Linked DNA regions of Mus musculus: region 1 is linked to region 2. A link is a contact called in public HiChIP or PLAC-seq data. All regions are on one chromosome and are shown on one strand. Each heading gives the region's core, a stretch centred on a gene start, on an enhancer-like site or on the middle of the called end of the contact. The rest is flanking DNA. Distances are from core to core; before and after follow the strand shown. Region 1 has its middle 7.4 kb from the start of Mir710. Region 2 overlaps Tll1 (tolloid-like).

Region 1 (5,652 bases), core at 2,622-5,121, 490 kb after region 2:
TTATAAAATTAATGGGAATGTCTAACCCACTTCCTATGTTTTTCCCAGCAGAAATATCTAGGAACCTGGGTTCCTGGGATGATGCATATCCTCGCATCCCTGCTGACAGTGAGAAGACTAAAAGTGTCTCCAGCAAACTCTAAAGGTTCAGGACTGACCACACCTTCCAAATATGACTGTGGAATCTATGTGAAGATAATATAAAGTGAGCCCCCACATAGAAGACATGAAGACTGAGGACTCAATTTAATTCCTTAAGGTAAAAGCAAGATCCAATCTCTTCATAGCTACAGCTCAACTCACACAGGATGTACAAGTGTAAGGAACACATCTGGGATTAATAATTAATTAATTAATTAATTAGAGCTCCTTATAAGCAATAAATTTTTATGTAGTCCATTAAATATCCCAAACAACATTAACTTACTGTTGAAACATATATGAGAGTGCTATGCTCAGCCTTTTATAATAAAACAAAGATACAATAATAAATCAATTGACTCTGTATATTAAAGTGTTCAACTAAATACCACATTAACTTCTTTACTGTTGTAGTAAATATATTTACATACATTTATATTTATATATATATATTATATTTTTAATAAATATATATTACTCAGTGTGTGTGTGTGTGTGTGTGTGTGTGCTATCTTCATCTTCACACCTCCCTTCTTGCAGTATTATTTTTTCCAGAACCAGTTTTTGAACCATACTGTCTCAATTCAGATCTGGATTCTGCCACTCAGCTGTGTCTCCATTTCTCAACCTAGTTTCCCTACCTACCCCTCAAGATGACTCATACAAGCTGATGATTATAAAGAGCTTTAGAGTGCTCCTGGGACACAGTGAGTGTGCAGCACATTCAAGTGGTTGTCATAGCCTGCAGCATCAGCACCAGCACTGTATTGCTCTGCACCCACTTCCTTTGCTATCCTCTCAAATACATGCTCTCAAGAGACCATTTCTGCTGGCCTTGTTTGCAGTATAGGAACTGCAGGTGGAGCAATGCCGCTGGTTTTTCTCATCACCTCCTCACTCCTCCCCATGGAAATAAGAATGGTGTATTTCATTGGCAAGTCTGATAAAAAGAACCTCTGTCCTCGTGCAGAGGTCTAACTTATCCTTCTGTTCACTTCTGCTTTGAAAACCATTAACAATACCAGTTAGTGGATGAAATGTTAGTAAAATGGTTTTAAATAAAAACTCAAGTGCTATTCTTCAGGCACTGTTACCAGTAAGACCATTTCCAAGACCAAGTGACTGCTGTGTCTAGTTCCACGTTGGATCTGGAGTCTACAGGGGAGGAGTGATGTGACACATTGACCTTCTGTGACCTCAGCACTAACCTGCACTCTAATGCTTTTCTTTCTTCTACCTGCTCAACTTTTTCAACAAATGTGTTTCTCAGCCAACAATATGTCTGCAAACCATATCCAAGACTGATCTGTTCAACACTTCAAACACTGTACAGAGATGAGTTCATATATTTTTCCTGATTTTGAGCCTCCTCATTCCAAGACTTAATGACTTTCCCATTCACTTTGTTCCCCAAGCCAAAGACCTGAACTTTCCATACCTCACTTCAAATCTCACATGTTCAATTCTCCTCTCTAGACCTTATATTCTTCTTGTGGTCCCATTGACCTGTCTATGCCCTTATTTTAGATTCTCTTTGTCTCTCATATAAAAAAACCTCCTACGACTTCACCCCACCACCACCACCAATATTTTCCCTCCCTTCTCTTCCACAACTTCTACTAGAGTGATCCTAGACCAAAAACACAATCCACCAGTCAGTCATGTCACCTCCCCCTTGGATAAAGTCTGAATTGGTCAAAAGGAAAACTTCAATTTGTAACTGTTGCCTAGTCTCCCAAGTTAATTACTCATAGCCAGTGTCCTCCATCAGTATGTTATATGCCTTAGCTGTAGTGCATCTATCCAGAATGATAGGGTTGGAGGTGGAGAGACAGTTCAATGGGTAAATGCTTGCTGTCCAAACATAAGGACATGAGTTTGGATACCCAGCACCCACATAAAACCTTGTCTGGTCCCTCACACCCTAACCTTGGTGTTGCATAAGGCAACTGTAAACAGGTATATCCATGAGTCTTGCTGATCAACCAGTATACTTTGCTTCTTAAAAGAGAGAGACTGATTCCTAGAAAAGACATACTGAGACCAAGTAGAGCACCCAACATCAACCTTCGGACTCCATATGTGCACACAGAGACAAGTGTACCTGCACCACAAGTGTACAGATACACACACACACACACACACACAGAGATACACACACACAGATACTCACACACACACACACACACACACACACAGAGACACACACACACAGATACACACACACAGAGACACACACTCACAGATACACACACACAGAGACACACACAGAGATACACACACAGACACACACACACACAGAGAAACACAGAGATACACACAGACACACACACAGACACACACACACCAAAAAAAAGAGGTGATGGAATTATTTATATGACTAACTTTAAAGCTGAAACAAAAAAATGAATGTTTTTAATCAATAGAAAATCATTTCACCATCACTGAAGTCTGTTTTCCCTAATTAAAACAGAGTTTTGCACATTTAAATACATTTGAATTATTTAAATCACTTAAAGCTAAGCATGATCAAATCAAATGAGCACACAGAACAGCATTTCTTTATATCATCTTCACTATCATCAGTAAAGAGTTATAGCTGAGGTTATTTAAGCATCTCAGTGTAGTCCTCACCAGGCTTGGAAGAAGAGTCTCGTGGTCCCCTAACAATACGTGGCTTACCCATTCCCATGAAGTCCACCTTACAGTTTTCTTATCCCCCAGAGTACATGTTACATTGCGGAGGCAACTTCATACATATTTACATGCCACTTCGTGTCACCTTTGTGCTCCCTCCGGACTCACTTCATCAGGTTTCCCTGACATCCAACCTCCAGCGCTTACGACGATGCTGACATACAGCACAATAACTGCTTACTGAAAATCAGATGCTGCTTATGTTTTATTATAGTTCATGATTAATGCAGAACTGAGACAAACACAGAACAAGAAAAAATGTGCTTCTGTTTTTCTTTTGAAAGCTCCCTATTTCTACCAGGTTGCAAAATGAAGGAAGGGATGGAGGTGGGGGATGACCAGTCACTTTAATGTCAATAGTCATTTTTTCAAAACACATTTTTTAACACAGAAAAAAAAACATTTTTGAATAATTTTCATCTTAACAGGAAATCCAAAGCAAAGTCAATAATTACATTTTGCCACTTTATTTCAGAGCTCAAGCAAGCACTCCACTATCTCCCTCCACAGCCGTAGCCAGCCTTAGCTCTGTTAAAGCCTGAGTGGAAAGGTAGTTTTATGTGAAATTGGTTTACTTTTAATCAACTTGGACAATAGCCATTGATTGCTTTTCCCGCACTCTTAAAATTTCATGATTACAAATACCTATAAATAATGTCACCTTGTCTTGGGACATGAATTTGAAAACACGAAACACATCAGCCTGACACTGATCAAAATCCCCACTGCTGTTAAGAGTCAGGCAGCCATGCTCAGCAGCTTGATAAAGGCCATGGCTGCACGGTATTGCGGCAATGCCCCTGCTTTATCAATGTCCAAAAGTCAGCATTGACTCATTTCATTTCTTGAACAGAACATTATGAACGCTTTCTACCAAAGCTCAATTAGTCATATTTTTAATCATTGCCTTGTTAAAACATGCATGGCAGACTGACTGTTCTAGGAAAAACAGTAGGTTAGTCAGCTGGCTAATAACGCTGAACTGGTAAATTGCTGTGTTTACTTCTCGCTGTATGGCCACTGCAGTCAGACATTTGTGGATCGGTAGACATGAGTCAGAGACTGAAAATGTCCAGGCACATTCATAGACAGCTCATCAAGGACTATAGTGAGCTGTTTTTAGCTTTTTCTAACTTGTAGTTTCTAAACAAGCTATAGGAATTGAGGGAGTCAGTTACAGGTTTCTTTCCCCAGACACAAACAAGACTACACTGTGCTAGTTGGAATTCAGGAAGGAGAAATCAGCCACTGGATGTAGAGCCCTTGAAACTTGTGCCTGGACTTGCAACCAGACCATTAAAGTTATTCAACTTCAGGTATCGGATATGACTCAGTAATTCCATGGCAGAGTGCTTTATAGTATGTCTGATAACGATGGGTTGCTTGATCCCCAGAAACATAAGTACATGCACATATACACAGAGACTCTACCTTGTTCTGCGTGTTCAGCATACCTGTTCAGATTATTTCTATTTTACATGTCTGAGTGCTTCCAGACCATGGTGCTGTTCTGATGCTTGTAGCAAGAGAGAAAAAGAGAGGGGGGGGGGGGAGAAAGAGATGTTTTCAGGAGTTTCCAACTGAAGTTTGAATATGAGAGTCTCTGCTAAGTGGCGCTTCAGGCCAAAGACTGTTCCCAGAGGATCCTGAGTTGAGTAGCAATGGCTACACTCTAGCCCTGCCATAGCTCAATTACCAGATCAGTGGTTCTCAACTTTTAATGTTGCAACCCTTTGATACAGGTCCTCATGTTGTGGTGAGCCGCCCCACTATAAAAATATCTGATATGCAGGATATCTGATATGTCACCCCTATGAAAGGGTCATTCAACCCCTACAGTGGTTGAAACCCACAGGTTGAGAACCACTGTATTACAGAAGTTGTAGTCATGTTCAATGAACCTGGCCTCCAGGAAACATTCTAGCCGACTATTCGGGGCAGCACATGGAAGCTGTCTGCAGAGCTACATCTGTGCAACACATTCTCTTGAAAGGAGATCTGAGCGGGTGACCTCCTTAGCCAACACAGACATCATTTGTATATTTGTGAAAATATTTTGGCATCAAGTTTCCCACAGGTAGTAGTCCCCAGTGGAGCAAATGCCTCAGATTTGAGATTTTTAAAATCACATTAAAAGAAAATAAAGGAATAGCTGTCGTTAAGGACACTTTCTGGAAAGAAAAGCATAGTAAATTCCATATGGACAATTTTAGGCACACGCCAGTGTCACAGTTTGCTTTTACACCGCTGCGATAGAACACTGACCCAAAGGCCTGTTTTATGAGACAGAGTCCATGTGTAACATGTCTCAGCTGGTCAAGAACCTGAAACTAGTTAGGCCAGGGACCTAGGAGAAAACCAAATACTAGTGTTCTGCTAAAAGAGTATGGCAATAAAATAAATGCTAGTGACATTCTATACGATACGATACGATATGATACGATACTCTTAGTATAGTGCTATACTCTTAGCTCAGTGTCTACCTCGGCGATCACTGAGAGGTTTCCTTCTGCAGAAGATGGGACCCAATACAGAGACACAAAACTAGGTAATGTACAGAGAGGGTCAGCCCTTTGTAGCACTCAGTCCAGGATGAGATGTCTTCATTAAACCTCTGTCCTCATAGCTCAGGGAGCTGATGTTTAGAAGTGATGGAAAGAATCTAAACTGCTGTCTAAATACTTCAACTGCCCAAATTCCTTTCCTCATTTCTATCTTGCTGCAAAGGTCTGATCAGCATTATGCTGCTGCTGCTGCTGCTGCTGCTGCTCCTCCTCCTCCTCCTCCTCCTCCTCCTCCTCCTCCTCCTCCCCG
Region 2 (5,473 bases), core at 1,143-3,642:
AAGTGTGGACACTTTGCCCTTCTTAGAATTGGGAACAAAACACCCATAGAAGGAGTTACAGAGACAAAGTTTGGAACTGAGACAAAAGGATGGACCATCTAGAGACAGCCATATCCAGGAATTCATCCCATAATCAGCTTCCAAACGCTGACACCATTGCATACACCAGCAAGATTTTGCTGAAAGGACCCAGATATAGCTGTCTCTTGTGAGACTATGCCGGGGCCTAGCAAACACAGAAGTGGATGCTCACAGTCAGCTATTGGATGGATCACAGGGCCCCCAATGGAGGAGCTAGAGAAAGTACCCAAGGAGCTGGGGGGGATCTGCAACCTTATAGGTGGAACAACAATATGAACTAACCAGTACCCTGGAGCTCATGTATCTAGCTGCATATGTATCAGAAGATGGCCTAGTCAGCCATCAGTGGAAAGAGAGGCCCATTGGTCGTGCAAACTTTATATGCCTCAGTACAGGGGAACGTCAGGGTCAAGAAGTGGGAGTGGGTGGGGGAGCATGTGGAGTAATTTTGGGATAGCATTGGAAATGTAAATGAAATAAATACCTAATTAAAAAAAAAGAAACAGAAAAAAAAATATCCTGCTTGAGGCAGAGGGCATAGACAACCAATGACTGGTGCAAACTAAGACTCATCCCATGGGCAAGAATCAATCTCTGACATTAATGATACTGTTATGCTTGCAGACAGGAGTCTAGCATAACTGTCCTCTGAGAACTCTACACAACAGCCTATACAAGGAGATGCAGAGACCCACAGCCAAACATTAGATGGAACTAGGGAATCTTGTAGAAGTGTTGGGGGGGGGATTGAGGACCTGAAAAAGATAGGGACACCACAGGAAGACTAATAGAGTCAACTAACCTGGCCCCTTTGAGGGCTCCCAGAGACTGAATCACCAAAGAGCAGGCACGGGCTGAACCTAGGCTCCCTGCACATATGTAGCGCAAGTGCAGCTTAGTCTTCATGCAAGTCTTCTTACAACTGGCTGGAGGCTGATCCTGAATCTTTTACCTGCCTGTGGTTCCTATTCCCCTAATTGGACCACCTTATCTTGCCTCAGTGGGAGAGGGTGTACCTAGTCATACAGTGACTTGATATGCCAGGGTAGGGTGATATGGGGGGGGGGGGGCGAGGGGATCCCGTTCTCAGAGGAGAAGGGAAGGGGGAATGGGGTAGCTCTGTGAGGGGCACTGCAATGAAAGGAGCTGATATTGGAATGTAAAGTGAATAAGTAAAAACATTAATGAAAAAAATCTCACTTGACCTCTGTAGAAATGTTGTATGTATATCTCACTAAATTGAAACTAAAAATTCACTAGACATATGACACATTAAATCCCCAAGAAAGGTTAACTGTAATGGCATGAAAATATTATTGTCCAAACATTTAGTAATTCATAATTCCTAAAGCTAATTAACTGTCTCTTTATTTTCTTTGGAATCCTCATATGTCTAAGAAAAACAAACAAAAACCAACCAACCAAAACGAACCCATCATCCTTATTTAAGTCTACAGAACAAAGCTAAAAAGTATGAAGTTAAGAAATAAAATATGCATCAATCAATAGTTTTACCATAATCCTTGTAGTATATTTGTACATAATTTTTCTCTGAAGCAATTCTGGAAAGTTATCAAAATTGCCATTTAAATTGAAGATATACTAAGAAAGTGCAATCTCACTGTTAACTTTTATACATATCCCACACTAAGCTGGAATCCATCTTCTGCTTTTGGAAGAGAAAAGATGAATGAGGCAATTTATACTAAATAGGAAGTAGGAGAAAATAATGGAGGTACTAAAAAGATTAAGAAGAGAAGAGAACTGGACAATGTATATGTTATTACATTACATACTACTTGAATGAGTAACAAAAATACTGTATCAGTGAACATGAGATATTGCTTGTTATGAATATTATGAGGCAAGAGCAATGCTCACTTCATAGAAAATAAAAAAATAAGATTGACGGTAGCACAAAGAATCTTACAGGAAATCAGAACTGCATATGTAAACATAATGAATGAGAAGTCAGTAACAGAAATTATTCACTCTATGGTGCAGCAAGCAAAGCAGGCAGTAACTGAGAGGTGTCATGCTGTGAGTTAAATTTGTCAATCTCTATTATCTCGGGCTTGAGTACAATAAGGTAGACATAGTGTACGGGATGCCAAAGAGCCTCAGTTGGTGTCTAGAGGCTTGATTGCATCAGCCAATTCACCCACCTAAATAACCACCACTATCATCTCACCCTGAAAATTTTGTTGATGTAGCTAGCCAATCAAACTTTCTGGTTTCATGCCTTTTGTGAGATGTTATTCAATCAGCCTGTTACAACTGGGCACACATCCACATTCCTAGAATCAGCATGGAACTGGTAAGAAACCACTAAGAGAAAAATTGGCTCAGCTATAGCCAAATTCTTTATTAAGCAGGAAACCAAGCCTGTGAATTACAAGAACAATGTTACCGTAAGATAATAAAACATTGTTTCGGGAAATCAGTGTCAGAAAACCATTGTATGTTGTATTGGATTTTTTTATGTCAACTTGACATGAGCTAGAGTGGTTTTGGAAGAAAGGAATCTCAATTGAGGAAAGGCCTGCATGTGACTTGATTGAAGGCTAGTCTGTAGGGCTTTTTCTTCATTGATGGTTGATGTGGAAAAATACAGCTCAATGTGGGTGGTGCTACCCCTGTGCAGGTGGTCCTGGGTGCTACAAGAGAGCAGGCTGGGAAGAGCATGAGGAGAAAGCCAATAAGCAGTAATAGCTACTTCATAGCTTCAACTTCAGTTCCTAACTTGAGATTCCTGCCTTGAACTCCTGACCAGATTCCCCTCAGTGATGGAGTATGATGACCAGGGAGTTGAAAGTTCACATGTGCCCCATTTCTCCCCAAGCTGTTTTGAGTGATGTCTCATCACAGCAACAGAAACCCTAACTAGAACACATGCCAAGTAATTATCATGTCTGGTTGTGAGTCACAGTTAGTTTTCTATAAACAGAGAAAACATTAAGAACCTCCCATGTGGAGGAGAACATTTTGTGGAGGATTGGGGTAATGATTTTGCAAAGGATACCCCATAAATGGCTAAAAGCAGATCAGAATTGATTTACTGCATGTGCTCAGCCCATTCACTGCTTCATTGGAAAATGAGTGACTATTTCACCCTCTAGTGACATTCAGGATGTTTTGAGTGAATAATAGCATCTGTTTAACAAAACGAAGTTAACATCAAATAAAGTGGTTTTGACCTAGCAGGCCATGGGCCATATAAACACTTATGGAGAGCCAAGTGGCTTCAGCTCTCCATCAAACTGCTATTGGAATCAGCCTGAGTTGACAAAGAGCTAAATTACTCAGTGATTCCACAACTAATACTCAATAATACAGGACTTGAGCAGCTCTCATTCATTAGACTATGAGTGAGTTTTCCACTTGAAATAAACAGCAGCTTGTTAGGTCAAGTGCAGAGAATGAGGGGGAGGGTTCTTATTACAAAAATAAGTGCTGAAGTAAGTTGTATGCACTTCCATAGAAGGTCAGACAACTTCAGCTAGAGATTCCAGGGGTCTGGCTTTTGTGCCGTAAAAACACATGTACTCAGATACATGAGTAAAAACTCAGGCCATACAGTTAAGGGGGCAGCTCCACAGAAATAGGAATGGCTTTAAAAATCCTGCTTAGACTTCCAGTCATAAGGTGCACATTGCGCTTTGTATCTGAACTGTCCTTCACGGACTGATGATTGCATGCTTGTTGCCTGCTGGTGCTGCTATTTTGGGGAGACTGTGAGACATGTAGAACATGGGGCTTCACTGGCAGAGTAGGTCAGTAGCGACAGGTCATTGAAGGTTATACTAAGCCCTGGTCCTGCCTCTCTGCCTTGTGATGTGAACAGCCTCTATCACATTGTCCCACCACAATGACCTGAGCAGTTCTGCCATGCCTTCTCCACCATGCTGAACTGCATCCTGTGGACTCATGAACCAACATATGCAGTGTCCTTTTTCGTTGTTTTTATTTCAAGTTGTTTGTCATATTGCCAAAATAGTAACTAATAAATATGATTCATGATACAGTGTTATAGGACATTCACTGATCAATGAATGGATACAGGACACTCAACCCCTTTAACTGATTAAGACAGTGTTATTTTACTTTATTTTTTCCTGTGCTGCAGATTTAACAAGGGCTTCAGAGATGCTGGGCATGTGCTGTATCCCTGAGCTACACCTCAGAACACCAAATTACTTTCTTAAGCATCTACACTAAACCTAAGGATTTGCTACTAAAACCATGAAGGAATATCTATACAAAGATTATAATCCTACAATCTGGGAGGGGGCAGTAATCTAGGTTATAACACAAGACTAAAACACAAGAAATAACCATGGATTCGGATCAGAAAGTCTAATGCACTTTAATAAATCAAACTAAGATTAAAGAGTCCATTGAGAAAGTGGACTCCAGAAAATCAAATAACCCCATTAAAATGGGGTACAGAGCTAAACAAAGAATTCTCAACTGAGGAATACCGAATGGATAAGAAGTACCTGAAAAAAATGTTCAACATCCTTAATCATGAAGGAAATGCAAATCAAAACAACCCTTAGATTCCACCTCACACCAGTCAGAATGGCTAAGATCAAAAACTCAGGTGACAGCAGATGCTGGCGAGGATGTGGAGAAAGAGGAACACTCCTCCATTGCTGGTGGGATTGAAAGCTTGTACAACCACTCTGGAAGTGAGTCTGGAGGCTCCTCAGAAAATTGGACATAATATTACCGGAAGATCCAGCAATACCTCTCCTGGGCATATACCCAGAAGGAGTAACAACTGATAATAAAAACACATGCTCCACTATGTTCATAGCAGCCTTATTTATAATAGCCAGAAGCTGGAAAGAACCCAGATGTCCCTCAACAGAATGGATACAGAAAATGTGGTACATTTACACAATGGAATACTACTCAGCTATTAAAAACAATGAATTTATGATATTCTTGGACAAATGGATGTATCTAGAGGATATCATCCTTAGTGAGGTAACCCAATCACAAAAGAAGTCATTAGATATGCACTCACTGATAAGTGGATATTAGCCCAGAAACATAGAACACCTAAGATACAATTTGCAAAACATAAGAAAATCAAGAAGAGGGAAGACCTACGGGTGGATACTTCATTCCTCCTTAGAATAGGAAACAAAGTACCCATAAAAGGAGTTACAGAGACAAAGTTTGGAGCTAAGACGAAAGAATGGGCTATCCAGAGACTACCCCAACAAACCCAGATACTATTGCATATGCCAGCAAGATTTTGCTGAACTGACCCTGTTATAGCTGTCTCTTATGAGGCTATGCCTGTGCCTGGCAAATACAGAAGTGGATGTTCACAGTCATCTCTAAGATGGAACACAGGGCCCCCAATGGAGAAGCTAGAGAA

Evidence for each region. HiChIP or PLAC-seq counts read pairs in DNA pulled down with a chosen protein or histone mark.
Region 1: an H3K27ac HiChIP or PLAC-seq map of embryonic fibroblasts shows a contact between it and region 2, with 5 times the contacts expected there. The contact joins two enhancer-like sites. A contact is called at or near these places in 7 of 39 promoter capture datasets (3T3-L1-derived adipocytes, the HPC-7 cell line, cranial neural crest and 4 more), 1 of 15 datasets of contacts at CTCF or cohesin (the NIH/3T3 cell line), 1 of 484 Hi-C or Micro-C datasets (arterial endothelial cells) and 3 of 115 datasets of contacts at active chromatin or transcription factors (the NIH/3T3 cell line, embryonic fibroblasts and fibro-adipogenic progenitors).

The regions. Positions count from the first base shown.
Region 1 is chr8:64,519,015-64,524,666 of GRCm38.p6, forward strand. No RefSeq gene overlaps it. Among named protein-coding and RNA genes, the nearest start is that of Mir710, 7.4 kb to the left of the region's middle. Within about 2 kb of position 3,872, at least 51 of the 459 cell types and tissues checked have an H3K27ac peak or open chromatin away from gene starts, as enhancers often do. A contact at or near this core is called in embryonic fibroblasts, where this site is marked.
Region 2 is chr8:64,027,354-64,032,826 of GRCm38.p6, forward strand. All of the region lies in intron 18 of Tll1 (tolloid-like), which reads right to left. Among named protein-coding and RNA genes, the nearest start is that of Sgo2b, 78 kb to the left of the region's middle. Within about 2 kb of position 2,393, at least 6 of the 459 cell types and tissues checked have an H3K27ac peak or open chromatin away from gene starts, as enhancers often do. A contact at or near this core is called in embryonic fibroblasts, where this site is marked.